Linked DNA regions of Sus scrofa: all the other regions are linked to region 1. The links are chromatin contacts, called in public Hi-C and targeted proximity ligation maps. All regions are on one chromosome and are shown on one strand. The core of a region is the stretch at or near the end of the contact, and the rest is flanking DNA. Distances in the headings are between cores, read along the strand shown. Region 1 holds the start of DUSP16 (dual specificity protein phosphatase 16). Region 2 holds the start of BORCS5 (a long non-coding RNA gene). Region 3 overlaps BORCS5 (a long non-coding RNA gene). Region 4 overlaps LOC110260737 (a long non-coding RNA gene). Region 5 holds the start of CDKN1B (cyclin dependent kinase inhibitor 1B).

Region 1 (5,981 bases), core at 950-3,449:
ACAAAAACAAAAAAAACTTTCACAGTGCCTAGTCACGTTTTGACTAAAATACCTAACTCCCAAGCTCTTAGTTTTTCAATTTACCTTTTCCAGGTTGCTACCTTCACCAAAACCAGAATTCCACAAGTCTCAATTAACTACAGCCTCCCAAGCTGTCTGTCCACCAAAATACAGGATTCTCAAGGAAAAGTAAATAATTCACAAGTGACTGATTCCATTGGTAAGAATTCGCTCCTTTTAAAAATTTACCTTAACTTCAAAAATCTTTGCTCTTGATGTGGTTCGGAATAGCATAAATCCTCTGAGGAAGCAGTTGTCACTTAACGTGCACTTAAAGATGAGTGGCTTAAAGATCTGACAGTCTAAGTTCCCCAAATACTAGTCATAAGGTCTCTCATGGATGGTAAATTTCACACACACAAACAGCCCGGAAAGAAAGCAAAGAAACATACCTGGTCATTTTCTAAACAGGTTTGATAGGTTTGGTTCCCTTGTAAGAGCAGAGTATTTACTTATAATCTTTTAAAGCAGAAGTGGCAGCCAGAACACTGGGTAAATAAAAACTTCAGAGAGTTTAAAACACCCTGCATCTTAACTCACTTCCCCTTGATGCAAGGGGACGGCACTGCAAACCCCCGGGCAAATGAGATTATGTAACAGGTTTTTCCTCTCCACTTTATTCATCACAGGCTGGATGGAGGTGTGCTTTCTCCAAACGATTCGAGGCACTGGGGATTTTATTTAGGATCTTTGCAGCGGACGGTTGAGAAACTTCTTCAGGATTTTGCCATATCCATTCATTTTAAGATCTCCTTATATTTTCTCAAGTTAATTCCCAGGTTGTTATTGTTGAAGTTTTAAAGGAAATAAGCCCGGCAGCACCTGAAATCTTCAGTCTTGCACAAATATTTTCCTCCCCGGTGTTTCATTACATGAAAAGTACACTCGATACACAGACCCTCGGTTGTCTCCCCGGGCTTTTTCCTTTCTCACGTTTTAGGGTTAGTGTAAATAAAGAAGTCACTGGCACACCGAGCCCCCAACACCCTGCCTGTGTAGGAGGGCGGGGGCAGCGCATGAAAAGCGAGTTGGTGGAAGAAAGCGGCCCCGTCACCACCCAGGTGGCCCCGCTGCTTACACCCAGGGCGAGTTGGGGATAATGGGAACCGTCAGGCCGGGGCCCCACTTGGCAGGCGTGTTGTGTAACAGTCGCGCCTGGAAGCGAGCGGCTTCGCCCGCGAAGGGACCGCGACCGCCGGCGGCTCCTGGCGGCGGGACCCGGCCGCTCGGCCCCAGTCCCCGCGCCGTCCCCCGCCCCCTCCCCGCGCGGCCCCCCTCGTCCCCCCCCCCAGCTTCCCACGCGCGCGCCGCTCCGGGCCGCGGTCGCCCCCACCCCGCCCGCCCGCCCGCCGACCCGGGCCCGGCCGCCGGGAGGGCAGAGCAGCCGGGGCGCGCGAAGGAGCGTCCATGCTGCCGGCGCGGCGGGCGCCCGGCCCCGCGCCCTCCCACCCCGCCGTCCGCGCGGCCACTTACTTGGGGAGCTACCGACCTCCCGGCTCTCTCGGGGGGAAATGAAAGTTGTCACGGCGTCTCCCCGCGGGGCCCCCTCGCCTCCCGGACCTGCGAGGCGCCGCGGCGGAGCCGGGAGGGCGGCTGCGCTCCTGCTCGCGTCCGTCCCGTCGCGCTCTCCTCCTCCTCTTCTTTTCACTATATTATCTTCTCCTGCTCGGAGGGGCGGGTGGGGGCGGGAGGCTTAGGAAGCGAGGAGAAGTTTGCAACTTTTCTTCACTCTTTCTCTCCCCCCCACCCCCGATCAGCCTTGAAAAAACACTGCTGAAAGGGGTGAGGAACCTGGGGAGGTGGGGGGGCGGCGGGGGCAGGGAGAGGTGATGATAGTCGTTTGAAAACTGATCAGAGCCCCCCAAACAGGGACACCCAGAAAGAGGGGGAAAGGCGGGGGGGGTGGGGTGGGGGTGGGGGAAAAGAGAAAGAGTCGCTGGTCAGGAAACTTCAAGCGCGGATGAGGTCATTGGTTTAAAAATAAAGAGATGGCGTCACTTGAAACCAATCCCAGTGAATGAACTCAGCGGAGCCCCGGGGAAAGGAGGAGACAGGCGAGGGCAGGGCGGTGGGCGCCGGGCGGGGCCGCGCGCCGCCCGCCCAAGTCCGGAGCGGGGCTCGGCGCCTGGTCGCGGCCGCTCGGGGAGGGGACGGGTCACGTTCCGTTCCGGGGCCCGGCGGCTCCGGGGCAGGTTCCGCGGGCGCCGCTGGGAGGAGCCGGGCGGCTGGGGGAGGCGGACCCGCGGCCTCCTCCTTCCGCGCCCGCGTGCCCGCCGCCCCCGGGGGCCCCGAACCCCGACCTCCCTGCCTGGTCTCGGCCGCGCGCCTTAGCGCCGCGCCCCAACAGGTATTTCAGGGTCGCATCCCCCACCCCCACGCCAGCGAGGAGCAGAACCTTTTCCTCCTGGTTGGGCTGTTTCCAGCTGCCTCCCCAGCGTGAAGAAACGCAAACAATGATTTGAGAGAATTACAATCGCTCTTTAAAAACCCAAAATGCAGGGCACCGCCGTCTCTTAGGAAAGAGAAGTAACAGGTACTTTAAGAAAAATCACATTCAGGTGGTCAGGCACTCAGCTGCCTCTCTGTGTCTGTCATTGAAAGCCCCCACCTGAATGCTCCTAATATTCATTATTTTACTTTGATTAAATTTACTCAACATTTCCTATTTACAAATGTAATGGGAATGAGCAGCCTAAAATGCTCTTTAGAGGTATGTTCTATATCGGGCAGCACAGAATCATCTTGAAATCAAAACAGAGGTTCACTGCCTCTTGAGAGGTGCAAGACCCCATTGATTTAACTTCACACACTTCGTGCATTTTTAAATTTGGACTAATTAAAATAGCTTTGTTTTGAAACTACATTACACACTTGGGGAAACTAGAGACCTGAGGTGGTGACAATCCAGGACTTGGAATCACTGACTAGGACAATCAGATCTTTATTCTAGTGTTCTTTGAGCATTTGAGCATGAAGCTGCTTCAACTGAGAAGTACTCACGTGGATATCACATAACAAAGATGTGATTAATGACGGAAAAGCACACTGCGAGTGAACTGCTCCAGGAGCCAGAATTTGTAGGCAGGAATAGTGTATCTCCTCAAGTGTTCCATTTGCAATGTACTCAATTTGGGACCTTGGTCCCGAAAGTCATCTTTGTTCGGAAATGTCTGTTTGGACACTTCCAGGGGCTTTTTGTTTGCTTGTTTAATTGGCAAAAGAACTGAAAAGCAGGTTTGGAGTGAGAAAGCTGAAACATCTCCATACTCCCTTTCTGCCTTTAAATCGTGCAGCTAAAGTGCATTTGCTATTATAATCATTTCAGGTTAGTATTAGGGTAAGCCTCTAGGAGCTTCCAGCCCATGTTTTAGAGGAGAAAAAGGAGTCCACCTGGAGATGGGAATGCGCTGAGCACATCAGGCAGTCACTGAAGCCTGAAGGCCATAGATTTGACCTCTTTTAAGACTTCTATGGAGGGGAAGCAATCGCTCCCTGCGCCCTGTCCTCTGGTGGCCACGGGCTGTTACTGCTTGTGCTCTTCCAGGAAAGCTCTGATAATCGACTGACCACAGTCCTGCTGTTTAGAACAGATTCTAAAGGGTAGTTGAGGAGGATCTGCATCTCCAATCTGCTCAGCTGGAGGAGTTGGGATTTGGGGGAAGGAAGGAAGAGAAAAAATCCTTGTCCTAGCAGGGATCTTGCCAGCATAAAAGACTCCACAAGAATTCGAGTTCTCTTTACATGCTACAGCTCCAGCCGCCTTACCCTGGCACATCTTGAAGCCTCTCTCTCCTTTCTTCATTTATACAATGAAATTGGAGTGTCTTCCATGTATGTGGTGCTATGATAGCTATTATGGAAGCCTCCCCAGTGTATATCATCTAATTAGGGAAACAAGACATTGATTAAAACTAATTACAAATGAAGTTAATAATTGAGTGGCATGCAATATTGGTTAAGAGTTCTGTGGAGCAAAGGAGCCAGGTAGGCTGGGGTTGTCAAGGAAGGCATCTCCTAAAGGGCTTTGACCTCATCCGTGGAGGATAGTTAAGCTTTAATTTGGGGGAAGAGGGGTCAGTGAAGAGACTCTTCTAGAAGGGAAATGGCAGAAGCAGAGACATCGAGATGGAATGGACAAGGGATGTTCAGATGAGGGACGAGTAGACCCTTCTAATAGTAGTGGAGGTTGGGGTGTCGCAATAAAGAACAAGGCTAAATTTGAGATTTAGAGGCATGTTACAGAAGTACATGGATGTTAGGATAAATAGCTTGTTACTAGTCCAGCAAGTAAGCATTGAACACATTTACTTCACTCAAAAGGAACTTTCTCCGTGTTCTACTGAAAGAGCTTCTACATCTGCCAACAACACACAGGTAGGAACAAAGTTGAAACACTACTGGTACAATTGCTCGAAGAATATGAAATATTTAGGTATATATAAATCTAACAAACTATGTCCAGGATCTGCTTGCTGAAAATTATAAAATGCTGATGAAATAAATAAAACCTAAATAATGGGAGTGATTTTCTATATCCATGGATTGGAAGACCCAATAGAGTAAATAGGTCAGTTTTTCTCAAATGGATTAACAGATTAAGACAATGCCTATCAAAACCACAGCAAGTTTTTTTTGGTAGGCATAGGCATCCTTAACCTAAAACTGCTTCCAGTATGTCTAAAGGATGGAGTAAGTGCTAGATTCCCCAAAGGTGGACAAAGAGCTCACATACTTAGGACACCAGCAAAGCAGGGGCTCTAAGGTCTTACAATCAGATAATCTAAAAAGAAGCTATTTTTGTTTCAGTACCTGTAAGGGTACAGTGTAGTATTGCTTTCAGAGTTAAATGTGAGGGAGGAGCACCAAGTTTTCTAGCTAGAATTAAAGATGAAGGTGGATGGAGCACCATAATCTTAATGCTTAGACCCTCTTCAGGTTTCAATCCATCCCTCGTTCTGGGAATATAGTTATCATGGAACTAATGTTCTAGTGGGGAGAGAAGATTCAAAACAACAGCCAGGGCTGTGACAAGATCAACTCTACAGGAGAAAAAGTGGGTGTTGTGACAGCAAATGAGTGAGGGTAACTGGGGGAGGCATTCATCGGAGGAGGGCGGGGCATTGGAACTGAGACCTGAAGGGTGGCAATCAGGGCCGGGTCTTGGCAGAGGCAGCAGGTCACTCCGAGACTGTTCAACAGAAACAGAGGACATAATAGAGAGTCCATGTGTTCCCAGAGCAAAAGGGAGGCCCTCGGGGGCTCAAAAGTATAAAACGAGGGTGAGCAGGAGCCAGACCATACAGGACTTTATAATTGCATGGTAAGGAATTTGCATTCTACTCTGAAAGATTTAAGCAGGTTAACACATGACCTGATTTATGAAGAAGATATTTAGAAGTACGCATAATAGTTTAGTTTTGAAGAGAGTCTTAATAATATTTTATAAACACTTATTTAATTTAGCAGCTCCCTTTTCCAATAGGAAGGAAACACTTTTTTCCCCATTTTTAAAACTTTTATTGTAGTTGATTTACAATGTTGTGATAATTTCTGCTCCATAACAAAGTCATTCAATTATACAGGTATACACCTCCATTCTTTTTCAGATTTTTTCCCATATAGATTATCACAGAATACTGGGTGGATTTCCCTGTGCTATGCAGCAGGTCCCTGTTGGCCAGTCATTCCATGTACCTCAGTGTGCATATGCCCATCCCAAACCCCCAGGCCATCCCTCTCCTGTCACCTTTGGTAACTACAAATTTGTTTTCAAAGTCTGTGAGTTTGTTTCTGTTCTGCAAATAAGTTCACGTATATCCTTTTTTAAGATTTCACATATAAATGATATCATATGAAGTTTGTCTTTCACTGTCTAACTTAGCAGGATAATCTCTAGGTCCACTCATGTTGCTGCAAATGGC
Region 2 (5,981 bases), core at 2,355-4,854, 200 kb before region 1:
GGCTGCGTAAATGGAGCCTTTCTTCTCTCTGACACACCTCAGGGAGAAAGTTAATGGCAGGAGCTGAGCTCTGCTGGAGTAAAAAGATAAGATAACCACATCAATCACTCCTGGGGTCAAGGAGACCTCCCCAATTACGCATGCGCACAAAGACTCCTAGGGATCACACAGGGAAGTGGTACCAGGCCATAATAAGTCCTGATACTGTCCCATGACCCTTTGCTCTGGAATCTGTCTTGTGCCATCTTGGCACATTGGGGAGGGCCCTGGGTTCTGTCAGGTGTGAGAAACAAAAGAAGAAAACTGACCAAAGGAAAACAAAGACCAGGAGATCTGTCCTATGTAAGTGGTTTAAACCACTCATCTGGTGCACCCTTCACTGAGGAGGATGCTCGAACCCGAGCTCCTCTTCTGGGTGTGTGCTAGTGCTTTGGTTCTGCCTTAGACATGTAAGACTACTTCTCTGTGTGCTCTCCCACGTGTTGTACTGTGTTTCTAGCAATAAACTCTGTACCTGTTTTCACGGGCTTTGCCTCTTTGAAACAGTCTTGCTTTCAACAAGGGACAGGAAGCGGGGCAATTCTGCTTTTATTTATTTTTTGTCTTTTGGGGGCTGCACCCGCAGCATATGGAGGTTCCCAGGCTAGGGGCTTAATCAGAGCTGTTGCCGCCGGCCTACGCCAGAGTTACAACAACGTGGGTTCTGAGCTGCATCCTTGATCTACACCACAGCTCACCACAATGCCAGATCCTTAACCCACTGAGCAAGGCAAGGGATCGAACCCGCAACCTCATGGTTCCTAGTCAGATTCGTTTCCGCTGTGCCATGACGGAAACTCCCCCAATTCTGCGTTTAGCCTCTAGTTAGTCTAGTGGCTGTTTTTCACCCAGGCTGCCCAGGTTCAATTCCTGAGCAGAAAATTAAGATCCCATTCCAAGCCATCACTCACTGCTGTTTCTCCAAAATTAATTTCGCCTGACGCAGACCTGCGAAGCTAAGAGGTATAGAGATGCTAGAAACATGGAAAAAAACAGGAACAGCAGTTATGGAGCAGAAGAGATCACAGTTCCCAGTGACCTGCTCTGCAGACAAACCCAGCAGCTATCACCACTTAAGAAACCAGTGACTAGTACTGCCACCTGAGACATGCCCCCCATCATCAGCTTTCACCCCACAGGTATTTACACTTACTGCTGACAGCTGCCTACATCCCTCCCTGCTTCCTCCCCTGCCCCCAGTCTCCCCTGGAGCCTAGAATCACAATAGCAGCCAGCCCAGGACTCTGTGGTTGCATGAATGCAAGATGCCAGTCTGGACCCCTGTGGTTGACCTCCACTACCCTGTGCTCAATCTGGGCTACCCCTCCAGCTGTAAACTTGATGCCTGCCACTGGCCTCCATCACAGTGCACCTGCCTGGCAGAGACTGTGAAGCCACAGAGAGCACACCAACAACCAGCACCTCCCACCCCCACCTCCTGCCCTGCCATGTTGGATTCTCAGAAGGAGAAAAGCAGAAGATGGGGTAGAAAGCTGACTTAAAGAAATTATAACTGAGAACTTCCCAAACCTGGGGAGAGATTTGAACATACAAGTTCATGAAGCTTATAGGTCATCCGAAAATTTCAAAACCAAAACATTATTTTCCAAGCCCAATAAGTTGCCTAAAATCAAAACAAAGAGTGAATTTTACAAGCTTCAAGAGAAAACAATTTTCTTATACATAGGTTATCAGTGGATTTCTTTGCAGATACCTTGCTGGCCAGTAGAGAATGGGATACACATATATTTTTTTTTTTCTCCTTTTGGCCACCCCACAGCATAAAGAGTCCTGAACCAGGCATCAGATCCGAGGCACAGCTGTGAACTACGCTGCAGCTGTGGCAATGCCAGATCTTTAACCCGCTGTGCTGAACTGGGGATTGAACCTGCATGCCAGTGCTCTTGAGACACCACTGATGCTGTTCGGCCACAGCAGGAACTCCTGGGATGATATATTTATCCATTCATCAATTGATGGATCCCTTCTAGAATGAAACATTTATCCAAAGGGAAGCATAAAAATCACCATCACATCAGTATGGATTAGGGTATAGAACACAATTAAATATTGGTGTGGGAGAGGGAACAAGAGTCAGACTATGACTTACTTTCCCTTCTTTGCCTTCTCGCTCATCCTCCCCAAATATCTGAGAGAAGAACCAAGGGCTTTGCAAGAGGGAATGGACACATTACTTAGCGGGCCTTTCCCAGTTCCATAAGTCTGGTGGTTTATGTAAACTTCAAGACTATAGTCAAACATCACCTCTTAGGAAACTCTTTTGATCTCTCAGGCAGTTTTTAGTTCTATCTTCACATTCTCACCAAATACTGAATTTATGTTCACTTGAATTTTTCTCATGGTACAGTGGGCCCTCCATACCCAAGATTTCTTCCTTGCAGATTTAGAGGGGCCAGCTGTAAGGAACTTGAATATCCATGGATTTTGGTATCCTCCAGAGGCAGGGGGTCCTGGAACCAATCCCCCAGAGGATACCCAGGGAGGACAGTACTGTGATGGGGAGCAGAGGAAAGAGCATGAGATTTATAACCAGAGAATCCCAAATCCTAGTTTCACCACATACTACCTAGTGACCATGAGGAAATTACCTGCTTATGGTCATCAGGGTTATTGGGAAAATTAAATGAGTTAAAGCAGGTGAAATGTTTGTGATACTGCAGAATAGAAGGGATTTAATCATTTCATCAATTTGACACTCTTTCTGATGATATGCATAAGACGTTTATGTATATATAATCTCAGGGTATTCGCTTGAAATTTCGTAAAACAAACAATATGAGTTGCAAAGTTCTGAGAATCCCAGAACCGCTCAACTCCTTGATGGGAATACATTGTTAAGTCTTCGTACACGATGCGAGAAAGTTGGCAGTTTCTGTTTTGCGTTACCCATACTTCTTTTCCGCCTTTGCTAGTTTCAGAATGCCCTGTGATAATTGTCAAGCTCCCCAGAAAGTGACGAGACTTGGGGCATCCACTTTCCTTTGAAGATGCATAAACATCTAACAAACGAGTCAGCATTTTCTATTCATTTTGCTCTCATTTTCAACTCCGTCCTTTACCATCAAGTATTTTTTTTTTTTTTTGCACGGTTGTCTACTGCCAAACTTCCACCTTTTGGAACTGAAACAGGAACTTTGCATTCAGACAGCTATGGGTTCCAACCCTAAGTCTAACACCTCTATTTTGCCATTTGTAAAACAAGATTTAAGATTTCACAACACATACGAATACGGAGCCATTACATTGTACACCTGAAACTAATATAATGCTATATGTCACTTATATCTCAGTTAAAACGGAAAACAATAAATGCCCAAAATACACACACAAAAACAAACTCCCCCCAAACCTATTATGTAAAGTTCTAAAAATAGGAGTAAAGTGCCTAGTGTGTGAATAATGCTTAAAGGTGATGTGCAATATTACAACAGGAAACGCTGCACCCTGCGGGGCGGTTCTGTCTTTGAGGAGGTTGGGCCCTTTAAGGCTGCGCCGCGGGAGTCTTCCGCGCGAGTCTCCCCGCCCTCCCTCGGGCCGGGGCGGGGGCCCTCTAACCCGGAACTGACGGCCGCCGCAGCCGGCGCGGCCAATTGGCGTCCCGGAAGGAGCGAGCTGCGGCGTCTGAGCAAGCGAGTGAGTGAAAGCGGCGCCGCCCGCCGGCCGCGGGCGCGGCTGGTGCCGGGCGTTCCCCTGCCTTTTGGTCTTGGGTTTCCCCAAAGAAGGCGGCGAGGGGCGTGTAGCCCAGCCACGTATCCTTGCAGTCAGTTCCCCAAGTAGGGCCTCCTGTCCCCTGCCGCCCGCGCCACTCGTTGGGTTGGGCGCGCCATCCCCACACCGCAGCCCGTGTAGCTTTCTCATCTAGGTCCCTGGCCCCTGCCCTGTCGCCCCGCCGCCGGAGCGGTCACCGCCCGTTCCACCGTTCCTCCGCTGCCACCGCTGCCGGCAACCATGGGCAGTGAGCAGAGCTCCGAGGCCGAGAGCCGACCCAACGATCTGAACTCCTCAGGTCGGTGTCCTAACTTCCCCTCTCCTCCAGCCAGTCCTGCCTGCTTGCGGAGCGGGCTACCTCCCAGCCTGGTGGGGACTGGGACGGGTGACAGGAACGCACAGAAAGCTCTCACCGTGTTTTTTTCCTTAAAAAAAAAAAAAAAAAAAAAAAAAAAAAAAAAAGTAACCATCTGGCCTGGCTTTGATTCTCCCAATGGTAGTGAGTGCCTGTGATTGCAAGCTGAGCCAGGTGGCCGCCCGTGCCCATTAATTTTCAAAACAGCTGTGTTTCTCTCAGTGTAGCCTACGCTTTGAAAGAGGACCTAAATAATATCTGGCTTTAGTATTGATGCCTGACAGTGAGGTTTGGTCGCACAGTGTATGGTTCACAGACAAGACCTCAAAGAACAGATTCCTTCTTAGAAGTGGGTCCCAGAGATTCCTTTTCAGAGGGATGTGTGACAGGTGTTTTGCAGCCTTGGTTTTGGTGCCTTGGTTTTGGTGCCCAGGAACTGCAACCAATCGGAAGATTTCTCGGCTCCTTTTTTAATATAGAAGTTGTTTGGGAAGGCAGGTTCTGATGTTTTTCTTATTCTTCACTCATCCATATTTTTTAGATTTCTCTCCGAGTTTGATATAGGAACGGGAGCTTACTGTTCCTGTAATACAATGAGCAGTCAGTAAATAAAACAGGTGATGCTTTGCTAACTGAGAATCATTTGCTCCTCTTTGTTACCTGCCAAACCCTGGGACCACTGGAGTTGCCCTGGATAAGAGTTGTTAATCCAAATTGGCTTATATCTGGAGCCTAAAAAGAGCTCTGGTCATAGAACTGCTCTGTTCTTGGTAGGATCTGTACTTCAGAAATATAGACGCTAACAGATCAGGGGATTCCACACTGAAAGCTGCCCTTCTAGTTCAGACCATTCCGGGAGCTAGATTAGACAGTTTTTTATGGTGTGCAGCATGTACTAGCTTTGCTATTTTTTTTTTTTTTTGGAAGACCCAGAATGTAGTATCTGTTATAACAAACACAGAAATAGATGTTACCTCTTACTTTCTTGCCTCTGTGTCAGGCCAGAAACATTCTTTGGGAAGAAGTGTGGCATCTTTTTAATAGGATTGCTCACCTACTAACCAACAGCCTGAGCTCTAAATAGTACTAGATTGCACTAATTGGTATTACCCAATAGCATAGGTTGCAACTTGCCTGTTCCCCTGTGCTTAGTGCTTCACATGTGTTCCTCTTTAATCCTTGCAGTAGCCCCATTTTCAGATGAGTAGTAGAGGCTAACTAGAATCTAGCAAAATCTGTTTTTGTATGGGGTCTAGGGAAGGAGCAATTACTTTGTAGCAGGAAAGATTTCTGGCCTGGGATTTGTAAAACATTAGGTGAATTAGCAAAAGAGGGTAAGAGAGATTTCTTGAAGAGCAGTGAAAGTAGCTGAGATGCAGTGAATGCCAAGACACAGACTTTCGGCTCCAGGAGGCAGGGCAGTTCTATGGCTGCATGTTCGGCATATGGAAGTTCCCAGGCTAGGGGCTGAATCAGAGCTGCAGCTGCTGGCCTGCACCACAGCTACAGGAACGCAGAATACTTAACCCACTGAGCGAGGCTAGAGATCCAACCTACATCCTAATAGATACCAGTTGAGTTCATTATTGCTGAGCCACAACAGAAACTCCTCTGGATAAACTTTTGAGACATGATGATGGTGAGCCTGTAAATACTACCTTTTAGAGTATAAAACAATAAAGATTATTCTTGCCCCAACCAGGAAGATATTTGGGAGAAGAGGATTTCTTGGTCTAGGGAGCCCTTGATCGTTTGCATCACTCCCTCTAAATGGATTACGTTCTCCTTGGAGACCTGAAATTTACCTGCATCTCTAGCAGTCCTCCAAATTCTGAATTTTGCCTCAGCCTGCAATGGA
Region 3 (5,981 bases), core at 2,297-4,796, 170 kb before region 1:
TATTTTCATATTTGAAGGAAAATTTGCTGGATATGGACTTCTTGGTTGACAAAATTTTTTCCCTAGTATTTTATGTATGTCAACTCTCTTCTAGCCTCCATTGTTTCAGATAAGTCACTTTTCCCTTGATTTTTTTTTTTTTTTTGACTCTGGTTTATAGCAGTTTGTTATACAGGTGTTGATTTCTTTGTATTTGTCTTAGTTTGAATTCATTAAGCTTCTTGAATGTAGGGATTAATATTTTCATCAAATTTGGTAAGCTTCTCTCTCCTTTCTGGGATTTCCATTGTGTATGTGTGAGTATGTTTGATGTTGTTGCACAGATCTCTGGAACTGTTCATTTTTTCTTCAGCCTTTTTTCTTACTGAGATTTGATAGTTTGTATTTTCATGTTCACTGATTATTTCTCCTGTCATCTCAAAACTCTTGTTAAACTGCTAGGTAATTTTTCATTTCAGCTTTTGTACTTTTCAATTCCAGGACTTCTGTTTCCTTTTGGAGAATCTCTATTTGTATATTCATTTTTGCCATAGTTTTTTTCTTTAATTTCCTTTAGTTCTGTGAACTTATATGTAGTAACTGCTTTGAAATATTTGTTTGCTATATCCAGTATCTGGGGTATGCAGAGACAATTTCTTTTGGCTACTTCTCTTGAGTTTGAGTCACACTTCCCTGATTCTTTTTATGTCTTAGAATTTTTTGTGAGAACTAGGCATTTTCAACAACGTTATAGCAGCTCTAGATTCAGAGCTCCTCAAGATTTTAATTTTTTAAATTGGGGAATCTTTAACCATTAAATGTTGCATATATTTGGAGTATACAGTTTGATGATTCAATATACATGTTCTTTATGGAATAATTAGTACAGTCAAGCTAATTAACATATCCTCCTGTTACTTTTTTGTTTCTTTGTTTAGTAACATGCTTGCTGAACCTGTAAAATCTCTTCTCCCTGTGATTTGTGGCTATTGATGTTTCTGCTCCTTTTTAAAACTTGTTTTTATTTTTAAGTCAGCTTTCCTAGGGGTTGTCCTTATGTCTCTATGGCTTGCTAGTCAGCCAGTAATTGTATTCAACCACCTTGATCCAGTAAAGTGTCTGTCATGTGTCAATGGATCTGTGTCTGGGAAAGCACATTCAAAGTTCAACCATTTTCAAGTTTCTCATCTTCTACATCCTGCTTGTCCTTTCCCCATTTCTCTCGACATGTGCACAGCCTCATGGTCAGCTGGGAGTGTGTGACTGGTTGGGACCTCTCGGGTCTTTGCTGTAAATGCATGCAGCTCAGCAGGAATAAACTTGCCCTAACCATGACCACAACCTTGTGAGAGTAGAACTTTTAGCCTTTCCCACTTTCCCATCTCTGAGATAGTCAATTCCCACACTATGATTGCGCCTGAGTGTTATCCACTGCTTCAAATCAAGTGAGCCTCTTCCTAGGGCAGCAGAAAAGTTGCTTATTTTCATAGCCTGCTCCATTCTGGCACAACATGTACTTCAGCTGAGGCAGGAGGGATGGGAGAAGCCCCAGGTTAGAATGCCACAGTTCCCCACTGTTTTTGTTCAAGTTCATCTGTTTTTTTAGACATAAATGCTTCTCAGGTTATTATATGCCTTTGGCCGATTTCTCACGCTTCAGAATTTTTTTATAGAGATGTTTTGTTGATCACCTTACTTAGCTATAGTAAGAGGTCATATCTGGCCCGTTCTTTTAATCTGTGTTTATATTTAAAGTGTGTTTCTTGTAACCAGAATATAGCTGAGTCTTGCTTTTTCATTCATGTTGAAAAATCTCTTGTCTTTTATACAGTATCTTCGACCTTCTTACATTCGATGTAATTTCAGCATGGTTGGATTGAACTTTTACACCTTGCTGTTTTCTGTTTATGCCAGCTGTTCTTTAATTCTTTTTCCTTCTTTTTGTGTTTACTTTAGCATTAATCAAATCTTGTTATGATCCGATTTTATCTCCACTATTGGCATATCATTTCAATCTTCAAAACTCTTTGTGTGGTTGCCTTAGGGTTTACAATGCATGTCTTTCATTAATCACCACTTCATGTAGTGTAAAAGTTTTTATCTCAGGAAGGTATTTATATTCCAATTTCCTCTTCATATTTTGTGCTATTGTTGTTATACATTTTTCTTTTACATAAGCTATAAACCCACAATACATTGCTATTTTTGTTTTAGACCAGGGGGCGGTAAATTTTTTCTGTAAAGGGCCTGATAGTAAGTATTTTAGGCCATCTGGTCTTTGTCTCAACTACTCAACTCTGTCATAAGCAGCCATAGACAATACATAAAAGAATGGGTGTTACTGTGTTCCAATATAACTTTACTTACAAAAACAGGAAGTGGGTGCGATTTGGCCCTTGTGCCATACTTTATTGACCCCCTGCTTTAGACAATCATTATTTAGAGCTATTAAAAATATGAAAAAAGGTATTTCATAGTTGCCTTCATTTCAACCATTTCTGGAGATCTTCATTTCTTTATATTGATCCAGGATTCTGTTTGATATCATGTTCCTTTTGCCTGAAGAACTTCCTTTTGCATTTCTTGTGGTATGGATCTTTCGGAAATGAATTCTTTGTTTTTGTTGATCAGAAAAAGTCTTCATTGTTAACTTTATTTCTTTGTTCCTCTGTGTGTAATGTATTTCTTTTTTTCTGGCTGCCTTCAAGATTTTCTCTTTTTTCCCCTTATTAAAAAAAAATAATTTAAATTCAGTAAGATATACCCATTTTAAAGTATAGTTCTCTGAGTGTCGATGTATCTGTACAGTTGTGAAACCAGTCTAACATCATGAAATAAAATAGTTTTGTCATTTCCCCCAGCTCCTCCTATGTCACTCTGTAGTCAGTTTCACCCTTCACCTCAGCTTCTGACTATTGTGATCCATCCCTGAAGTTTTGCCTTTTCCAGAATGTTGTTTAAATGGAATCATTTAAGTTATAGCCTTTTGCGTCTGGCTTCTTTCACTTAGCGTAATGCGTTTGAGATTCATCCCTATGGTTATATCAGTATATGGTTCCTTTTTGTTGCTGATCACTATTCCATCTTACAAATCTACCATAGTTTGACTATAAAGCCACTGTAACAACAGTTTAACAGCTGTCACAGCACATGGCAGGATTGTTTTCCGAAAGATTTAATAAACCAGTTCATAGTAAAACTAGCAGTGTCTGAATGTGTTAGTTTCGTAATATCCTCTTTAACACTGGGCCTTATTTACGTATTTTTTAATCCAAAATGGAAATGTCTTTTAATCTGATCGTAAAAGTCATATCCGCACCTTTAAAAATTGTGGAACAGACTCTTCTTTAGACAGTTTCAGTTCCCGTATAACATGATTTTGTCTCACCCAGCCCTCTGACCTGAAACCTAAACATACTCTGTTTTGACCCTTTTTAGAGCATGACCCCTAGTACTGAAGAGTATTCCAGGTGTGGACTGGATCTTCTGTCTTGCTCTGCATGCTGTATTTCTTTTAAGACAGCCCAAGTTTGAGGTAGCTGTCTGGGCAGCCACATGCAGTTGAGTCATATTGCATCATCAAAAATCCTAAAGTCCTCTTTACTTACGCTGATGTTAAGCCACACCTCCCTTATTTTGTATTTCTGCAGATAGCTTTTTGGACCTTCATTGCACATCTTTAGAGTTCATGTCAGCTGTAGCCAGTGTTTCTAACTTCTTCAGGCTATTTTTGGACCCCCATGATTAACATACTTTGAGTGACCTCATTCACGTCACTGAAAAACGCTTAACAGGACAGGACTGAGATCAGAGAGCGAGAGAAGAGCTCAGGCCCTATTAGAGTCAGCAGACACAGAACTCTTGCCATCTGTTAAGAATATTTTTTACTTTCTAATTTCTGTTTTGTGTTTTGGGGGGTAAGGAGATTGCCACCTTATATATAATTAGCAAAAGGTGAAGTTCAGTACTATAATAGGTATTAAGACTTATTTTGGTATCTTTTTATTAGTATCATGTTTTATCAGATGTCATGGATGCAATATTTATTATGGTATCCTATGTATAACTCTGTGTACGTGTTTTTATTGCTACAGTACTTATATAAAATGTCGAGTTGGTTTTTTCCTAAGGCTTTAGATGACATTGTGGACCACACTTCCAAACAGAGTGGCAGTCATCAGAGAGAAAATTGCAACATTGAGGGGAGAGGAAAAACTTTTTTTAAAACCTGCCCTAGAGAGTTCCATCGTGGCTTAGCGGTAGCAAACCCGACAAGTATTCATGAGGATGCGGGTTCGATCCCTGGCCTCCCTCAGTGGATTAAGAATCCGTGCTGCCGTGAGCTGAGTTGTAGGTTGCAGACGCAGCTCGGGGATCTAGCGTTGCTGTGGCTATGGTGTAGGCCATCAGCTACAGCTCCGATTTGACCCCTAGCCTAGGAACTTCCATATGCCGTGGATTTGGCCCTAAAAAAAAGCAAACCAAAAACGAAAATCAAAAAACCTGCCCTAAACCTAAATAAACTAGTAGTGTCCTGGATACTGCTAATTTAGAGTGCAAGAAATGAGCAAAGAGGAACTGCTAGCCAGGGATAGTTAATATTCAAAAGCAAAATAAATATATCTGTAACTAAAGATAAAATAAATGTCATCATGACATCCACTGTTTTCTTTGGATGTGGTTACTGAGCAGTAGTAGATAAGCATATTAGTAAAACCACTGTAACAGGCAATGTTCCATAGTAATGCAATAAGGAAAAGTAGGACAAGGCATGAGTAATTATGGGAAGGAAACCAGACTCATAAGGGGCACATATAAGAAAAGGTAAGAGTCATTTGGAAGTCTGGTCAGGGGACCAGAGGAAAGCTAACATTAACATTATGGCCAGATGGGCTTTATCTTTCTGCTGTTCTTTCCATTTCCTGCCAATATACTGGAAGAGATGGAAACACAATATCAAGGCAGCCCCACACATTAAAAGTGTGAGATGGAAATGAAATAAATGTTCGCAGATAAATGAGCATAACTCCCTTTGGTTAGACAACTAAGCCATTCTTTTAGCAAGTTGAAGCCAACACTCCTCCAACTTGCAGTCAATTCTGGCAAGAAGATAACAGTTCTAGTGCCTCTTTATTTTGGCTTTGTTTTATCCCTCCTTTGGCTTTGGTAACTCTCACTGACTCTTGCTTGTTCCAACATGGGGACAGAGCACAGGTTGCTGAGACAAATGTGAGTTCAAATAGAAAGTCTGTAGGACGATACTAACTGTCCCTAGTCAGGTTTTTTTTTCTCCCTAGTCCCATATACAGACAAATACATTTTAAATGAACATTTAAAAATTCTAGTTAATCATGCATACCTCTGCCAGAGTCTTTTTGGAAGCCTAGCTCATGTCATGTGATTTCTGCTCAGAGTCTTGGGTTGCTCCATACTGCTTGCCAGGTTCAGGTCTGAGCTCCTCAACTTGACGTGAAGATCTCAAGAAGTCTTTCTATCCCATCAGCCACTTTGTGCCTGTGTCTTGAATTCTAGGCCGAATAGAACTGCTTCCCTTTTTCACTGTTCCACGCCTTTGCTCATGCTGTTCTGTCTGAAAGCTGTCTTCTCCATCACAGCCTGCTCAAACATTACCATTCTTTAAGATTGTGATTGTTCATTTGTTCAACAAACATTGAAGTGACTACTATGAACTCTAGGTGCTGTTCTAGTAGGTGAGCCTTTGGTAAAATATAAATTACTTGCTTTTGTAGAACTTGCTTATCGATCATCCCACTAGAATGTAAGTTTGTCTCAAATATTCAACCCCATCTTTTTTACCTTCTCTAAGTTGTTATAATGCATCTTTATACAAATCATGATGATGAGAAAGAAAAAAGTAAGATATTTGAATGATCACTGTGGCTGGGCACAGAATATTCCTAAAATGCTCTAATTTTTGTGTGTATGTGTGTGTCTTTTTTTTTTTTTTTTTTTTTTTTTTTTTTTTTAGGGCTGCACCTGTG
Region 4 (5,981 bases), core at 1,400-3,899, 150 kb after region 1:
TCTTGGAGGAAATGGACAAGGAATCACAGCTGTGATTGCTAATGAGTGTTCTGAGCCATACGTGGTAGGTGGGGACCTCGGAGCTTCTGCATTGTGCTCCTACAGTTTGAGCCCCCACACAAAGTTGTCCAGCTGAGGGATCCGGCAGGCACTGAAGTCTAAACACTTGAATCCACAGTTTTAAATTAGAATCACTCAGAGTTCCTGTCATGGCTCAGTGGTTGACGAATCCAACTAGGAGCCATGGGGTTGCGGGTTCGATCCCTGGCCTTGCTCAGTGGGTTAAGGATCCAGCGTTGCCGTGAGCTGTGGTGTGGGTCGCAGACGTGGCTTGGATCCTGAGTTGCTGTGGCTCTGGCATAGGCTGGTGGCTACAGCTCCGATTCGACCCCCAGCACCCTGGGAACCTCCATATGTTGCAGGTGTGGCCCTGGAAAAGGAAAAAAGACAAAAAGACCAAAAAAAAAAAATTCCATCTCTTTGGTTATAACATGATGGAAGATAGTATGGGAAAAAAAGAATATATATATATATATATATATATATATATATATATATATATGCCTGGGTCACTTTGCTGTACAGCATAAATTAAGTCCATCCCTTCAGGTGGTGCCTTTTGCAGCATCCGCAGCCCCAGCCCCATGTTGCAGTGACTGCTCTGTAAGTTTTGGACAAAGTCTCTCCTGTAGGTGGGGGCCAGCTGAACGACAGAGGGGAAGAAGAATGATCCAGACAGAGATGCCCAAGGTCCCACCTCTGGGAAGGCCTTTGAGGAAGTGAAAGAAGGTGTTTGTGGCTGGGATGCAGCAAATGGAGCAGCAGGGCTGAGGGCTCCGGCTGGGGCCACGGGCAAGTCCAGATGGTGATGGGCTTTGAAAACCACATTAGGAATTTTGAACTTTACACCAAGAGCGATGGGAAAACTCTGGCTTAATGGAGGGAGTAACTTCAACTAAGCTTCAACGAAACTCTCATTTTCTCCTTTTGTCTAATTCTAGTCAAAACCCCTAGTCTTTTTTTTTTTTTTTTTTTTTTTTAATTTTATTTTCCCACTGTACAGCAAGGGGGTCAGGTTATCCTTACATGTATACATTACAATTACAGTTTTTCCCCCACCATTTCTTCTGTTGCAACATGAGTATCTAGACATAGTTCTCAATGCTATTCAGTGGGATCTCCTTGTAAATCTATTCTAGGTTGTGACTGATAAGCCCAAGCTCCCGATCCCTTCCACTCCCTCCCCCTCCCATCAGGCAGCCACAAGTCTCTTCTCCAAGTCCATGATTTTCTTTTCTGAGGAGATGTTCATTTGTGCTGGATATTAGATTCCAGTTATAAGTGATATCATATGGTATTTGTCTTTGTCTTTCTGGCTCATTTCACTCAGTATGAGATTCTCTAGTTCCATCCATGTTGCTGCAAATGGCATGATGTCATCCTTTTTTATGGCTGAGTAGTATTCCATCGTGTATATATACCACATCTTCCGAATCCAATCCTCTGTCGATGGACATTTGGATTGTTTCCATGTCCTGGCTATTGTGAATAGTGCTGCAATGAACATGCGGGTGCATGTGTCTCTTTTAAGTAGAGCTTTGTCCGGATAGATGCCCAAGAGTGGGATTGCAGGGTCATATGGAAGGTCTATGTATAGATTTCTAAGGTATCTCCAAACTGTTCTCCATAGTGGCTGTACCAGTTTACATTCCCACCAACAGTGCAGGAGGGTTCCCTTTTCTCCACAGCCCCTCCAGCACTTGTTATTTGTGGATTTATGAATGATGGCCATTCTGACTTGTCAAAATCCCTAGTCTTACACTGGGATCCTTCAGATAAGGTGTGGGAAAGAAAGTCCAGACTCACACCTTTGAATTTCTTTGCCATGCTGCTCAACATACACAATATAAAACATGTTTTAAGGGAGTTCCCATTGTGGCTCAGCAGGTTAAGAACCTGAGACAGTCTCCATGATGATGCTGGTTCTATCCCTGGCCTTGCTCAGTGGGTTAAGGATCTGGTGTCGTCACAAGCTTCAGCATTGCAGATGTCACTCAGATCCAGCATTGCTGGGGCTGTGGTGGAGGCCAGCAGCTCCAGCTCTGATTGGACCCCTCGCCTGGAAACATCCATATGCCACAGGTGCGGCCGTGTGAAAAAAAAAGAAAAAGGAAGTTTTAAAACTTAGCCCTTAGTAAGTGAAAGGGATGTGAGGTCTTTGGACTGTGAGAGCAGATGCTGATCATAACTGATTGATTTCAGGTTTGGAAGGAGCACCCAGGCAAGTCCTATGCTAACTCCGAGGACCAATTCCCTCTCTCCCCAGCTACCCTGGGGTCAGCTAGTATTGTCTTCATTGTCAGAAGGAACTGGTTGCTTGTGTTTTTTAAGGCCCAGTCCATATTTTGCCCTTGGCGAGTTCAGGTGGTGTGAAGTTTCTAAGCTAAGAACAACTCAGGAGTGAATATGGAAACATTTTCTTCAAAAAACTGAACAGCTGGATTCAATGTTCGCAAATACTCTGGCTAAAGGATTCATTATTTACATATTTGGTTTTGGAAAGAGACTTCAAAAGAGAGGTAGTAAAAACGGACAACCCGCGAGGATTTTTTAATTGAAGATTAGTAAGAGGGCGCCCTCTGCTGGCTAAACCTGTATAGCGATTAAGAGTTGATGTGCTTCCCTTAAGTTTTTACTGGTGTGGGCAAACGGATCGTTCACAGTTTGTTCATCATTTCAGCTAACAACTCAGATTCTTTTGGAACTGGTCTAGGGGACCTGTAATGCCCAGCCCCAATCACAGGTGTTTCTGTTTCAGTCTTTGGTGGTAGTCTTTCATATTTCTCAAACACAATAGCTCTAAGAATCAGCTCCAGCCAAAACCAGCCCCCAAATACCTACTGCATCTTAGCTCCTTTGTTTCCTTTCTATCTTTTGCCCTCCACCTCCCTTCCTCCTCTCTGCCAGCAAAATAAAATACAGCAAATCTTTGCTCAAAAGAAAGAGCTCCTGATGGAAAGTGAGAAGGAGGGAACAAAACCCTTATCTCTAGCGTATCTTCACCTGGCTGGTGAAGCCTGGGCCCCAGGCTTGGGTTAGGTACTCAAGAAGAGCTGTGAATCCCATTAGCATCTAGTGATGGATTCTGGAACAGGCACCGTGGGAATAGACGATTTGGTGAATGGGAGACCTGAGGCTGCAGAACCGAAGCGGTGGTTACATGGGAGGAGAAAGGGGAATGTATCTGTGAGACTTTTTGTTTGTCAACAATAAGTGTCAGGCTCTGGGTGACACCTGGGACATGCTAATTCTGTTTCTTGCTTTTCCTCTCTACAATTTTTTTTTTTTTTTTGGTCTTTTTTGGCTGCACCCTCAGCATATGGAAATTCCCAGACTAGGGGTCAAAAGGGAGTTGCAGCTGCTGGCCTATGCTACAGCCACAGCAATGCGAGATCAGAGCCTGTGACCCACACTGCAGCATGTGGCAATGCTGGATCTTTAACCCACTAAGTGAGGCCAGGGATCGAACTTGCATCCTCATGGAGACTCTGTCCCGTCCTTAACCCACAGAACCACAATGGGAACAACATTTCACCTGCTTTTCTAAGGCCCCCACTCCTCTCTGCTGCACACAGAGAACCCAGGCCCATCAGCATGGCCACGAGGCAGCTTCTCTTGACCAGTCCTGGGTAAACTTTCTTCTACTCACCTTATTTCTTCTGTTTATGCCTTATTAGGGCACTAACAAATCACTTGACTCACAGATTTACCAAAAGACATTTGTAGGCTTTTATTCTTCTCTAAAATGCCTCCTGACCTTGGCATTTCTATGCTGCTTGATAGTGTTGAGTATTTTTCATGGATGCCTTAAGTTTCCATTTGTTAGACATTGCCTTGTACTTATTTGAAATCTCTCCCTCAGCATAATACAGTATCTTTTATTGGAAATATACTCCCTTAACAGAATAAATCTGTATAAATTAGAAGTTTGGGGCATTCCCTGGTGGCTTAGCAGTTAAGGACCTAGCAGAGTCACTGCTGTGGCTCTGGTCACTCCTGTGGTGCAGGTTCAATCCCTGGCCTGGGAACTTTTGCATGCTGCAGATATGACTAAACATTTTTTAAAAGATAAAAAAAAATTAGTAGTTTGGGATTAAGAAATGGACACCGCTATATATAAAATGGGGAAGCAACAAGGACCTCCTGTATAGCACTGGGAACTATACTCAACACCTTTTAATTACCTATAATGGAAAAGAATCTGAAAAAAGGAAAATAATCTCGAAAAGAATATATTATACACACATATGTAAGAATATATGTGTAAAACGGAATCACTTTACACTTGAAACTAACACAGCACTGTAACTTCTATTTCATTATTTATTTTTTAAAATTTTAATTAAAAAATGAAAAATGAAAAACAGAATACATCTCTAACTGAAATTGGCAAGCCAATTCTAGAGATGTTTTAAAGCAGGGTGTCATTTTAGGGGTTTTAAATTATACCTTAGGTTTTCTCGTATGGTGGCCTGGGTATACTGTTAACCTTTACTAAAGTTTCGTAGATGATAAATTGCTCTACTTCAGTACTGCTGCCAAATTAATTCGTTTGTGGATCTGGCGGTTATTTAAAGAGGGCTCGTGAGGTATGCTGGACTGTGTTCATCCCTGAAGGTGTTTGAAAAGCAGTTTGACAGCTGCCTGTCCATCCCCTTCTGGCTGCCTCCAAGGTGGATGGGATGGATGCAACCCGAGGAGGCATCCTTTGTTTCTGAGGATAGAAGGTGCATTGTGGAGCAGAAAGATACAGGAACTATAGGCGATGCCACACCAGTTCTGCCTTGCTTATCTCTAGGATTCCTTTAAAGAAAAGAAATATAAACTTTTATCTTGTTTAAGCCACTATTATTTCTGGGCTCTGTTACCAGCTGCCAAATGCAAATCTTAACTGATAGAGAAGTCCTGGAGGATTTTTTGAGCCAGGGACTGATTTTGATTGGTAGCTATGCAAGAGACAGATTTGGGGAGGAGAGTGTTCCGGACATACAAAGAGATAAAGTTGGCTTGGCAGGTGGGGAGAAATAGCTGGCGGGGGGGACCTTGAATGAGAAGAATACACATCTTAGCACCTCACCAGTGATTTTAGTTTTTCGTTTTTTTTCTCCCCGGGAATACCTCTACGCAGCTCCAGTGATACAGTGGCTTATTTAAATGTGTAGCTATTGAGTCATTTGCATTCTGCTCTTGTCAAGAGGGCAGAAAGCTGGGGAGATTGAGAAGATGGATACTCTTTGTGTCTTAAAAAGATGCAGGCAAAGGCTGGAAGAGGAAAAGAGTATCAGAGTTACAGTAAAGTGAAGTGATTATGTTTTCAGGACTCCTGAAGACATTTTCAAGGAAATGAGCTTTTGTTACACGGGATTGTCTAATCAAGATACATTTGAAATGTATCTCTTACTGGATGGCAACTGTAAATAATATTTTAAAAATGTATCTTGGAGTACCTTGCAAAGTAAAGATAATTTTATTGCTGAAAATTTCTAAAAGGGGAAAAATCTATTAACTTACTCTAAGCTTCACGTAATCACACTGAGTCACAGCTGTTTCTTCACAGTACATTTTTCACCTGGAGTCTGGTAGGTAATTTCACACCTTTTAGATTGGAAGACATTTAACTATTGTTTACATGGGTTGTAAAAGCATGATCATATAGCTCGAACATTGCCTTCCTCTGAACTAGATGTGTTAATTTAATATCCCAATCTCTATTTCCTTAAAAATGAGCTGGTGGTTCCAAAGTTCCTTCTTCTTCCTTTTTTTTTTTTTTTTTTTTTTTTGCTTTTTAGGGTCGTACCCAAGGCATATGGAGGTTACCAGGCTAGGGGTCAAATCAGAGCTGCCGGTCTACACCACAGCCACAGCAATGTGGGATCTGAGCCACGTCTGCGACCTACACCACAGCTCACGGCAACGCCAGA
Region 5 (5,981 bases), core at 1,388-3,887, 130 kb after region 1:
AGCGAATTCCAGTGAAGTCTAGCAATTATGTAAACATTTTCACAACAGTGATCTCATTTCAGGAATAGGGAATAAATTAGGGTATTGAGACGTACCCTAAATTTCATGTCCCTCTTACCCCTCCTCCAGTTCAGCAAATTAAGTGGGGCATTAAATGTAGAAAAATAAAGAAGACCTGACCTTTTACTATGATCTCAGGTGAAATATTTTGTCAGTCAGGTAGGAAGTCTTGACTTTGAAATAAGTTTGGGGCATCACCTCCCTCACTGCTCTCACCCTGCCTTTTGGGAATCTGCGTTTTAGCCAAATTAGTGCAAGGTCACACCAAAGGCCAAAGATAGTGGTATCAGGCCAGGGACCAGAGGCTACATCAAGGAAACATCTGCAGACAAGCCAGGGTATGAGAAGGAGCCATTCTGAATCACTTGTAAGAGAGGAGGGCCTGTAGACTATAGCACAGGCAGACCCAGGAAAACAAACAAACAAAAACAACCAGTTGAGGCCATCAGGAGGGAAAGGAACAGAAAATGAACCAGCTTTAGGGTGAGGGTGCTGCCTCTACTCTAGTCCTGGCTCTGCTACCAACTGGCTATGTGTCCCCAGACAAGAAACCCGAGTCTCAATTTCCTCAGTGGTAAAAAGAAAGGATTGAGCCACAGGGTTCTGAAGGCTCTCTCCCCCACCCCCTCCAGCTCTTACATTCTGGAGTGCACACGTGAGGCAGGCAGACAAAGTGGACAAACAATATGTGGTTAAGAAAACAAGTTACAAGTCAAACTCATCTGTATCATAGACTCCTAAGAAAACGGCTGTGGACTACTGAAGACACCTAAGAAAACTGTTGTGTACTATTAGAACTGAAGATTAGTTTCCAGTAACGTGTATAATAACTTTGACCCAGACCAAGATCATATATGGGAGTGGGGGAAGGCAGTTAAAGACTCTTTGGGCTCTGTTTCAGATATGATAGCCCTGTTCATCCTGTTTTAACTCCCATCATCTTGCTCAAAATCATATGGATAGGTAGACTTCAAGTTGCCAAGGGGAGCAGAGAAACGCCCAAATAATAATATCAGATCTGAGAACATGGTTGTGGTGGTTGTATAAATCACTTCACAATCTGGACTTTGCGATTACTTTCACCCTTCAGCGACTTGCAGCTCTCTCAAAGCGTTCACTTGTATCTATCTGAATGTTCTGGGTGGGCTGGAGAAGTGAATCTGGTGGGAGAGAAAGGTGAAGGAAGGAAGGGGCTGTTGTATTTGGCGGCGGGACTCAGGTAGAGGAAACTGCTACAAGCCGGGAAAGAACTGAAAAATATAAAAGAGGAGACGAGTTCCCACACGCAGACCAAGTCAGTGGCCTTAACAGTGCTTGGGAAGCAAGAACCTGGGCCAGGGGTGTATCCTCGCTTTTTTAAACGAAATGTATCTGAGACAGCTACTAAGTTTATTAGGGACTTGGGAGACCAATAGAGTTTTTGATCTCGAAGCCCTTTTCTTGTTTTTATTGAGGGAGAGCTTGGGTTCAGAATACATTACAAATGCAGCATCTATTCCAGTCTACTTATAGAAAGACGTCCTCCTGGGCTTCCCCCCTAAGCCCCCTGCCTCCCCTAGAACAGCACAGACTTCTAGGTTAAGGGTGAGCTAACCACTGCTCACCCCCAGCTAAGGCACCCAGGCTCAGGGGCTCCCCGCCTCCCCCGCTGAGCGAGCGGTGGGGGCCCCCCCGGGAGAGAGCCCAGCTGGGGGCCGAGCGCCCAGCGGCGAGCCCAGCTGCCCGCCCCTACCCGCTCGGCGAGCGAGGGGAAAATAAGATCGCCCTCGGCGAGGAGAGGGAGGTCGGGGCTCCGGAGCGGAGCGCAGCGCAGGGACCAGAACCCGCCACCTCTCCGGCCAGGCCCCTCCCCGGCTCCCCGGCCTTTTGGCGAGTTTGTCTTATTTTTAATTTCTCCGAGGCCAGCCAGAGCAGGTTTGCTGGCAGCCCGGCACCTCCAGCAGTCACGCGACCAGTCGAGCTCCCGGCCGCGCGCTCGGCGGCGGCGCGCTCGGGAGGCGGGGAGGCGCAGCGGCGGCTCAGGGGCCACCTTAAGGCCCAGCTCGCCAGTCTCGGCTGGGCGGCTCCCGGCGCCGCGACCAATGATCTCCTCCTCTGTTTAAATAGACTTGCGGTGTCAATCATCTTCTTCTTCGTCAGCCTCCCTTCCACCGCCATATTGGGCAACTAAAAAAAGGGGGCTCGTCTTTTCGGGGTGTTTTTCTCCCCCTCCCCTGTCCCCACTTTCTCGCCGCTCCGCGACTCCGACGCCGGCAAGGTTTGGAGAGCCGCTCGGTCGGCGGGACCCGCGGGCTCGCAGCGGCGGGGACTCGGACTGGCTCTGCCCCCTCCTCTCTCCGCTGCGCTCCTCTCCCCTCCCCTCCCCGCCCTCCAGCTCGCCCGTACACTTGATCGGCGGAGACTCGGGGCTGCCTGGCCCGGGCTGCCCCTCGCCCCCTCCCCCAGCCCCAGCGCGCTCCTGACGCTCGGGCGCTTACTCGTCGGTGTTTGTTTCTCTTGGCTCGGAGGGCAGCCGCAGGGCTTATAAGAGGGGCTCGGGCTGGGTCGAGGCGTTTTGTTTTGTTCGGTTTTGTTTTGCGAGAGCGCGAGAGAGGCGGTCGCCGAGCCCCGGGAGGAAGATGTCAAACGTGAGAGTGTCTAACGGGAGCCCGAGCCTGGAGCGGATGGACGCCAGACAGGCGGAGTACCCCAAGCCCTCGGCCTGCCGAAACCTCTTCGGCCCGGTCAATCACGAAGAGTTAACCCGGGACTTGGAGAAGCACTGCAGAGACATGGAAGAGGCCAGCCAGCGCAAGTGGAATTTTGATTTTCAGAATCACAAGCCCCTGGAGGGCAAATACGAGTGGCAGGAGGTGGAAAAGGGCAGCTTGCCCGAGTTCTACTACAGACCCCCGCGGCCACCCAAAGGCGCCTGCAAGGTGCCGGCGCAGGAGGGCCAGGGTGTCAGCGGGACCCGCCAGGCGGTGCCTTTAATTGGGTCTCAGGCCAACTCAGAGGACACACATTTGGTAGACCAAAAGACTGATGCACCGGACAGCCAGACGGGGTTAGCGGAGCAGTGCACTGGGATAAGGAAGCGACCTGCCACAGACGGTAATGACCCTTTCGAATGCATGAAACGTCTGTTTGTCTGCCTCTCTCTGTTTGTCTGCCGTGCTGTTTTCCCTGCTTGAGGATCTTAAACCTCCGCTTTCTTTTCAGCGCATTCTGACTTAGCTCTTGGGGAACACACCTTCCTCATCTTAGGTTTTAAATGCTATTTGGCTAGCTGCTGGTCTGTTTATGACTTTTAAGTCTGAAGCATGAGACTGTGCTATCTGATAATTTCTCTAACTGAAAACATCGCGGCTCCTCCCCGCTAGCCAGCTGTAGGTATGTGACAACGTTGGGATGTTTATCAACCACCTCCCTCTTCGCTTTGGAGAGAGAGAGATTTGGGGCGTAGAATACACTTTCTGTTATGTGAAAACAACCTCATTTTGTGCCCTTAAAGGCCACTGGGAATGACGGATCCAGGATGGTGGGTGGAGGTGGTGGGTTTTTTGTCCCCTCAGTATCGAGCCAACTTGTGTCAGCCATTGTTTTTTCTAATAAAGATTATTTGTGTGTGTTCTTTTTAAAATTCCCTCCTGCCTTTAGATTCCTCTCCTCAAAACAAAAGAGCCAACAGAACAGAAGAAAATGTTTCAGACGGTTCCCCGAACTCGGCTTCAGTGGAGCAGACGCCCAAGAAGCCCGGCCTCAGAAGGCGTCAAACGTAAACTGCTCGGTGGGTTGATCACTGGAAGCAAATAAGTGACACCCGATTTGGGCTGAAGGAACTCATGGGTTTTCAAACACCAAGATACCCGATCTTAGTGGTGTCTGGCAGATTAGAGCTTGTGGGGTTTTGTTTGTATTTTATGAGGTCCAAAAAAAGGAGGAATGGGAAAGACTGGGCATCAGGGTGGGGGTACTATAATTCTTCCCAGTTTCTCTGTCCTGAGATCATTTTCCTTTGAAGCTCCCAATGATTAGAGCAAGTGTCCCAGGCAAATACTTGCAACCAAGGCCCTGTGGGTAGGAAGGTCAGTTCCCTGAGAGTCCCATCAAAACGGTGTTGGGAACAATAGGTTCTTTTTCCATCTGAACAAGAGCGGGGGTCTGCCTCCATCCCACTTCAGGAGAATTCATCTCCCAGAGGACCAAGCTGACTCTAACAGATTTTGAGCCATACATGGAAAAAAATGGCAAATAAATGATCCAGTTAAAACTTTGAGGGAAAAGTTAGGTACAAATGGCTCATATCTGGTTAATCACATGGTTAGAAATGTGAATAGAGAGGAGTGTGGCTTTCTTTTATCTATCGTTTTCACAAAGTGTCACTTGCCCTGTTTTCTGATCAGTGTGGGGGATGGAGAAGGAACCTGTGTATTTAAAAAAAACCAAAATGGAAGGCTCAAAAACGCTAAGGTTCCTATGGAATTTCTGATAACACTGAAGTTACAAAGCAGAAGTTAAGTAACTCTGCCAGAGTAAGCAATCCAGGAACACGTCAGCATGTGTATGCTAATCGTGCTATAACAGGATAATTTGGATATTTGTAGGGGAAATGGATAGTAGATACCAGGGCTGCCACTGGTTAGGGCTACCCCGAACAAGGCAAGTGGACATTTTTCCACCTACTAAAATCTGATCAATGTAAAAAACTAATTTGCATAATTCAGCCCCCCAGCTTTACATGGATTGGTTTCCATAATGATCAAACTACATATATTAGTTAATAGTTTGTACACTCCTTACAGACAATGACCGTGACCTCTTTTTTTTCCCCTCCACAAACACCCTCATAGCTTAGCATTTAAAGAGATCCTAAGAGATGTTGACATTAACTTTCAAAATCCTCATTTATAAAAATTTTAAAATAAAGAACAGGGATGAAGGTAGGGTTCAAGTTTGTTGTGTTTTTACATCAGTGTCACAGGTAGGACTTTATTACATACGTCTGATATCTTTCAGAGCTTATACAACACGGCACTATCGAACCCTACGTTATAGCTGTATATGAAGTGAAAAAAATTTCTGAGTCAACCTTAACACCTGTGGCTCTTGTTGGTTGGTGACTCGTGGCCTAGCTCATCAGATGAGCCACAGCAAATCAGACCTACTGGATTTTGATCTGGCCGCATTCTGACATACAGAGAGGCATTTGTTAGTAAATATTGCCAGTTCAGCGAATACAGGAAATAGTAGTAAGGACCTCTTCTCAAGCATTCATGTGTGTATACTCTTCATACGACTGAGAAACTAGTTTTTTTTTTGGGGGGGGTGAATAGAATTTTCTTTGGTGAGCTTTTCTATTTCCAGTTATTTTTCAAATTTAGAAAATTTTGCTACTCTTAAGTGTTAACAGTTCCTTAATTTTCCTGTGTCTGTTCTTTCTCACTATTTTTGACCCCGATTCTCTAGACCAGGGTTTCTCAACCTCTGCACTGTTGCCATTTTGAGCCGAATAATTCTTTGTTGTGGGAGGGTGTCCTGTGCGTTGTAGAATGTTTTGGGAGCATCCCTAGCCTCTCCCAGTAGATGCCAGTAGCACCCCCTCCACACCCAGTATGACAAGCAAAAATGTCTCCAAACATTGCCAGATGTCCCCTGGGGGACAAAATTATCTACTGTTGAGAAGCACTGCTCTAGACAAAAGTACCCAGCGCAGGAGAAAGTAAAAATCTGGGGATTGAGATGGCTCTAGTCACCAACTTCTACTACATTCTTCCTTTTCCATCGCCCAGGTATTTCCCAATTAAGGCAGGAACAAAATAATTCTTGTTAATATGTTGGCAATATTATTCTAGTGCTTTTCTCCTAATTCTTTTTTCTTATTTCTTTTGCAGTATTAAGAGTATGTTTCCTTGTTGATCAGATACATCACCGCTTGATGA

What was found. Hi-C and Micro-C count contacts between places; a contact is called where the count stands out from the background.
Region 2: a targeted proximity ligation map of alveolar macrophages shows a contact between it and region 1. A contact is called at or near these places in 2 of 5 promoter capture datasets (fetal liver and fetal skeletal muscle), 1 of 47 Hi-C or Micro-C datasets (epiblast stem cells) and 2 of 2 datasets of targeted methods (alveolar macrophages and skeletal muscle).
Region 3: a Hi-C map of retroperitoneal adipose tissue shows a contact between it and region 1, with 2.2 times the contacts expected there. A contact is called at or near these places in 3 of 5 promoter capture datasets (fetal liver, fetal skeletal muscle and liver), 24 of 47 Hi-C or Micro-C datasets (adipose tissue, alveolar macrophages, blood and 14 more) and 2 of 2 datasets of targeted methods (alveolar macrophages and skeletal muscle).
Region 4: a contact with region 1 is called in a targeted proximity ligation map of alveolar macrophages. A contact is called at or near these places in 2 of 5 promoter capture datasets (fetal liver and liver), 4 of 47 Hi-C or Micro-C datasets (liver, psoas muscle, skeletal muscle and 1 more) and 2 of 2 datasets of targeted methods (alveolar macrophages and skeletal muscle).
Region 5: a contact with region 1 is called in a targeted proximity ligation map of alveolar macrophages. A contact is called at or near these places in 3 of 5 promoter capture datasets (fetal liver and liver), 11 of 47 Hi-C or Micro-C datasets (alveolar macrophages, embryonic fibroblasts, fetal heart ventricle and 5 more) and 2 of 2 datasets of targeted methods (alveolar macrophages and skeletal muscle).

What each region holds. Positions count from the first base shown.
Region 1 is chr5:59,866,120-59,872,100 of Sscrofa11.1, reverse strand. It overlaps DUSP16 (dual specificity protein phosphatase 16), which reads right to left and starts at 2,199. Exons shown (of 7, transcript XM_021092338.1): 1 at 1,534-2,199.
Region 2 is chr5:60,070,599-60,076,579 of Sscrofa11.1, reverse strand. It overlaps BORCS5 (a long non-coding RNA gene), which reads left to right and starts at 3,604. Exons shown (of 4, transcript XR_002344101.1): 1 at 3,604-4,066.
Region 3 is chr5:60,041,991-60,047,971 of Sscrofa11.1, reverse strand. All of the region lies in intron 2 of BORCS5 (a long non-coding RNA gene), which reads left to right. Among named protein-coding and RNA genes, the nearest start is that of BORCS5, 28 kb to the left of the region's middle.
Region 4 is chr5:59,713,634-59,719,614 of Sscrofa11.1, reverse strand. The region is part of intron 1 of LOC110260737 (a long non-coding RNA gene); the gene reads left to right. Among named protein-coding and RNA genes, the nearest start is that of CDKN1B, 19 kb to the left of the region's middle.
Region 5 is chr5:59,732,487-59,738,467 of Sscrofa11.1, reverse strand. It overlaps CDKN1B (cyclin dependent kinase inhibitor 1B), which reads left to right and starts at 2,637. Exons shown (of 3, transcript NM_214316.1): 1 at 2,637-3,153; 2 at 3,700-3,829; 3 at 5,934-5,981. The coding sequence starts at 2,679. The coding sequence ends at 3,821.